Regions from separate parts of the Zea mays genome. Here region 2 is linked to region 1. Evidence: chromatin contacts called from public Hi-C data. All regions are on one chromosome and are shown on one strand. The core of a region is the stretch at or near the end of the contact, and the rest is flanking DNA. Distances in the headings are between cores, read along the strand shown.

Evidence for each region. A called contact is a pair of places that touch in the nucleus more often than the background predicts.
Region 2: a contact with region 1 is called in a Hi-C map of leaf, with 2.6 times the contacts expected there. The contact joins the promoter of LOC100193007 here to the promoter of LOC103632211 in region 1. A contact is called at or near these places in 6 of 25 Hi-C or Micro-C datasets (ear, endosperm, leaf and 1 more).

Annotation. Positions count from the first base shown.
Region 1 is chr7:31,034,946-31,037,796 of Zm-B73-REFERENCE-NAM-5.0, reverse strand. It overlaps LOC103632211 (peroxidase 1), which reads right to left and starts at 1,481. Exons shown (of 3, transcript XM_008654032.2): 1 at 967-1,481; 2 at 703-871. The coding sequence starts at 1,152.
Region 2 is chr7:31,524,913-31,527,876 of Zm-B73-REFERENCE-NAM-5.0, reverse strand. LOC100193007 (Tetratricopeptide repeat (TPR)-like superfamily protein) reads right to left here and starts at 1,527. Exons shown (of 16, transcript NM_001138175.1): 1 at 1,384-1,527; 2 at 922-1,062; 3 at 660-703. The coding sequence starts at 1,398.

The DNA.
Region 1 (2,851 bases), core at 232-2,731:
TATTTGGAGGATTTCTCTTTTGATGATCGCAAGTTAATCAAAGATCAGTTACTGACATTTATTGTTCATGTGCGAAGAGTTGATGAATTCAAAGCTTGTCATGATCTTGCAAGCCTAGCAAAAACAATGGTTGAAATTGGCAGGGATATTGTATTTCCTTTGGTCTATCGGCTCATTGAGTTAGCATTGTTACTCCCAGTAGCAATGGCCACGGTTGAAAGGGTTTTTTCTGCCACGAAAATTATCAAAACTGAGTTGCGCAACAAAATGGGTGATTATTGGCTTAACGATTTAATGGTGATCTACATTGAGAGGGAACTGTTCAAAGGGCTTGATCTTCAAAATATTAAGAAGGCATTTCAAAAGAATAAGGATAGGCAAATGCAATTGCCTAGGTCTCCAAGACATATATAGCAAAATCAGAAGTATGACAGTTACATGTTTTGTAGCAATTTAGTCTCATTTTAGACAATGTTCTATTTCTTTATATATATCGCGAATTGTTCTACAAGTTGATTGGTTGTGTGCTAAATATTATACAACCCAGTTGTGTAGAGCCATACCTAAAAAAATTCGTCCTCTGCCACTGCATTCAAGAACCGGGCGAGATCCAGCAGTATCAATCATGCATCGGGACAGGTGCATGCCTTGCATTTTTCAACTAATATAAAGACATAGTAGAGAGAAATTTCAGTATGTTACCTAGCAGAACAATCTGGTCCTTGGCGTTGAGGCCCTTGGGCATGAAGAACTGGCACATGTTCCGACCAACATCGAAGAAGGGCGCGTGGAGGTTGTCCAGTGCATCTTGCTTCACCGATCTTCTACCATCTCTCCGCCAGATTGGAACATCCCCGTGAGGCCCTTTGGTCTGTTGCACAGCACAGGAAATAATTAGGGACAATCATCCTAAGCTAGTTGAAGGACAAAATTTTAGGATCAAGATTAATCCTACTAGCTTCTTACCAGTACAACGACGTCCCTTGCTACCAGAGCCAAGATATCGGCACATGACACCACTTCAGGGCAGGCCTGCTCCAGCTTCGCCTTCACACGGTCGATGGTGCCAAAGCCTCGCAAGATGAGGTTGGGTATCGACTCCTTCTCGGATGGCAGTCCTGGCATGGTGCTATTCAGAAAAAACAGAACCATTGCAATCCTTCAGTCGTGTTCATGAACTGCAGCTGAAGCCGTGCGCATGTGTGCTGTGTGGGAGGAGGAGGGGCGCCGCCGCGCCGGGGGGGTGGTGGACTGGCGGTGGCCGGTGGCGAACGGGGAACCACGGACGGTGGTCGGTGGCTGAGGACGAGTGGCGGAGTGGGTGTCTGCCACTCTCCCAGCCTGGGACCTGGGTGGGCGGCGAGTCCGCGACGGCTGAATGCCGACGGCGCGACTGCGCTGCGTTGTGCCTGTGCGCGACCGAGTGCTAGGGTTTGGCTGAGGGCGTGGACAGGACGACAGGGCTAGAGATGGCAACGGGTACCCAAAACCTGAAATTCGATAGGTTTTTACCCCATTAGGGTACGGGTTTGGGTCAAATTCCGTACCCATGGGTTTATTAATGGGCATAAATATATACCCGACGGGTTCATGGATACGGGTTTGTTCCTAGAGTACCCAAACCCGTGAACCCATGGGTTTTTTAAACCCGACCAAACCTTATGCATATTGTCATTTTATTTTATAAACAAACAATAAACTTGTTATCCTCCTATTTACTTCCAATTTTTTATCAAATAGTGAATGTACAAGTAGTTGGTGAGAGTGTTGCTTGCTTGCTATTATAGTTATTACTAGCGTTATATATGTGGTGGATGGATAACTTAGTGTAAGGTAACTTGATTATACAACTTATTATTTGTATTTAATTCTCTCTACCAATATTTTTTATATCAAATCATGAACTTGTTGTTCATTACATAAATTTTGGACCATGATCTTATTAATCATTACGATACTTATTGATTATAAGAAGAAAAGGCATATTGGAGATAAAACCCGCGGGTAACCTGTGGGTACCCGCTAACCCGATGGGTACGGGTTTGGGCAAAAATTCAAACCCGTCATGGGTATGGGTTTTTTAATGGGTGTAAATATTTTTCACGGGTACGGGTTTGGGATAGCAAAACCCAGCGGGTTTGTACCCGTTGCCATCTCTAGACAGGGCACTTGGGCTATTGACTATTGTCAGTTGGGCTGCGTGCGAGTGTAGAAGTGATGGGCTAGCCGACGGATTCAGGTTTCGGGTCCCGTGATAAAACCGTGGTTAGAAATCAAAAACCGTCCCAAACTCGACATATTTAGGTCCCGAACCCGTGACACCGTGGGAAAAAGTATAAACCTGTAGGGACCCGTTCTGAACCGCCTGATTGACAACCGTACTTTAATCACTGATCCTATAAAACATAAGTTTTCACCGTTTCGACTATAGTCGTGCGTCACGTGCGGAGTGTGTGATATGTTCCTCCCCTTCTCACCTAACCATAAATAAATATCTACTAGGTACGTGCCCGTGCGATGCCACGGAACGTGATTACAATGATAACGACAAAATCCACGATTAAACATAGATACATAACAATATAAATACGTAATATTATTATAAATATTTCGACCCAGATATTATTATAAATAACGCATAGAGGAATGTCAGTGTCACGGTAGTGAATCCCTTTGTGCGTTATTTCTTAGACGGCGACGTGGGTAAAGATTCACAACGTCACATGGTTGATGGCTACAAATTAATTAGTAGTTAACTAACTATGCAGTTTGCTATTCAAATTCCATGACATCATGTGATTTAAGTACGCTTTGTTAGCATGGCCCGCTTAACCTCATAGGATGAGATGGG
Region 2 (2,964 bases), core at 278-2,777, 490 kb before region 1:
CGAAAATATTAACCCTAATTCATACCATAGCACATATATTCACATGTTTTCTTCTACCTTGGTAGCAACTTATGTTGGAAGTACACCTTAACTCATCTGAAAACAACTTATCAGGTGATGCATTATAAGTTCATTCCATCAATTTTGGTGGAATTAACTCACTCCTCATGTATATACTAATTATTAGCTTATAAGGAATGTGGTGGTGATGGATCAACTCATTCTATTCCACAAACCAAATAAAAAAGTGAGGAGTAAGAAGAAGATGGATCACTTCATTCCTTAAACCAAACACATCCTAAACTTCCCTTTAGTATAATTCCTTCTTTTTTCCAATGTGACTCCATTTAGTAATTAATAACCAAAAATGGGAAAAACTCAGAAACAGAAGCTCTATTCAAATGTTCTTACACTGGATCACCAAGTAATGATAAACAAGTTTAGACTTTGCATAAAAGTTTACTGTTAGAATGTGACTCTAGGAATTGAGTATCTTCTGTTACAAGCTTGTATCTTGAAACCAACTATAACTCTTGAAAAATATAAGAGATGCCATTTAAAAAAACGTGCCAGTCACCAAAAGTTCCTGATAAGAATATACCTTGCTTCTAGTGTGAAGAGAATAAAACTTATAATAGTACAATGTGCAAGGAGAGTACCTTGATTCCAGTGCAACATCCTTTCGCCTCTTCTTGCTTTTAATCTGGGAGAAAAGCGAAGACATAATAGACCATCAGTGACTCCAATTTCTTCATATATATAGTGTGATCTGGCTTTCCTAATCACTGAACAAGACGTACAACTTCATAATTAGGAATATGCCCGTTAGAAGATGACTCCATTTCCTTCTAACACTAGTCCTTGCAAAACATGTGCTGCAGATAGAAGTAGGGAGGGAAATGGAGCATTGAGTCTACATACTTTTCTCTTATTGGTAGAATCCGCACTGAAGCCACGCCCATTGGCAGCAAAGCATCGAAAACTGAATACATTGTGGGTCATATGGAGAACCATCTTCGAACCACTGATACCAACGCTATGCCCAAATTGTTGCAACCATCCCTACAACATAGTCAAATTTTCTTCCATGATGAACGTATCCTCTGAATAAAGTAACGGTCCCAAAAATCAAAAGGCTCAAAGATATCAACCATTGTTATCATTTCTAATTTATGCAAAATACTTATAATCAAGAGTTGCAACAAATTTCTGCCCCTCCATTCAGGAGGAGGGGCAGCCGCAGTAAAAGAACATGGGTGTACACATATAAATTTTTGCCAAAAGTTGGAAGTTGGCAGGCATCAAATACTAGCAAATAGCTCTATGATAGGGTTTGGGTGCTCGGTTTCACACAGCGGGAAGGGAACAGAAGGAGGGGATTACCTGGTGGATGTTCATCGCCGGCAAATAGACCGACGAAGGCCTCGGAACCTGGCGTTAGGCGGCGGCAGTAGCCCCCCGCCTCACCCAGCCGTAGCAGAGAGGAAGGAGAGAGACAGCACTCGGGGTGAAGACACGTGAACGGATGCTGCGGTGTGAGAATCCAGTAGTACACAATGAACGAACGGGATAATGCGTTCGAACAAAAAAAGATGAAGGGTATTCTGAGGTATTCCTTTTTATTTTTATAATACCCTTTAAATCCAATTTTATGTTCGGTTGAAAGAATATAAATATGACTAGGTGAGTGCCCGTGCGTTGCAACGGGGACATATAATATCGTAGTAATTTATGTACATCTAGACAGTGTTAGGTAATACATGAAAACAAACAATATATATATTATCTTCGATCTTAATATCTTATAGGTATGTGCTCGTACATTGCAACGGAACATAAATTTATATAAATTGACGAGCCTCTAATGGCTCAGAGCCCTAGTGACAGGCGACGCGAGCGCAATGGTAATGGGAACCCTCATGGGGAACAGTGCCTTGTTGCAGAGGACGCGAGTCCGAGCGAGCCACCACTTGACGCCTTGAGCTCCATCGTCCTATTGTGAGGATGCATTTGCCACGAGCTCCCTATATAAAACGGGTTGCTCAGATCATAATAACTAAAACAATGGTGTGCCAAAACTTTTACTGCTACGCTTAAAGACTCAGACAATACTGACAAAGCTAACATATATCCTTATCTAATTGCCTCATTCTTGATGGCAGAAAAAATATAGATCAAACAAGCATATTAAGGTTATAGTATTGACACAAATACGCTTTCAAGATAATAACAAACCACATGTGTAGCTCAAGGTGTCTTGGCGGTAGGCACATACAAAAGCGTGGCCTCATACCCTCAGTGCATTAGAAACATGGAATGGTAACGGTGCCATGGGATTGGTAATGTTAGCCCAATACGAGGTATCCTGAAGCTTCTCATCTTCAAATCTGACGCTATCCACCTTAATCCGTTGAAATTTAGTCACAGTCTTGAGCTGTAGTAGATAAACAAAACATACCAGTGCGATCATTTGAGTGTTAAAACTATGTTTATGAGCCTATCTAAGCATGAATAGAGGTGTGGTACATAGTACAGTAGAATGTTTTTGATGCTCACATCTTGCATACTTTATCATCTTTACATCCGCCCTGCGGATGGACAAAACAGTCAGTAAACTGAAGCTGCTAAAATGTTCACTCGCAACCAGTATGATTACTGATCCATACAAAGCTTCAAGCAGAGGAAGTGAGTTGATGATCAGAAGGACAACTTACTGCAGCTTTTCGGGATGCCATAATCTCTTCTACAGGTGGTCGACCTGTCGTAGTAGGAAAAATGAGTGATCAAATTTGTTCACCCAATGTGAAATATTCAATGCACATCTGCATTAAGTTTCATTGAAGTTTTGATCCAACTACTGTAATTGTCTAAATAAATTCCTCATCTAAAATAAATTAACAGATTTATCCCAGGGAAAGGCATGTCAACCCTCCTTACTTGTCAGTAATAAGAAATTTGTAGAAA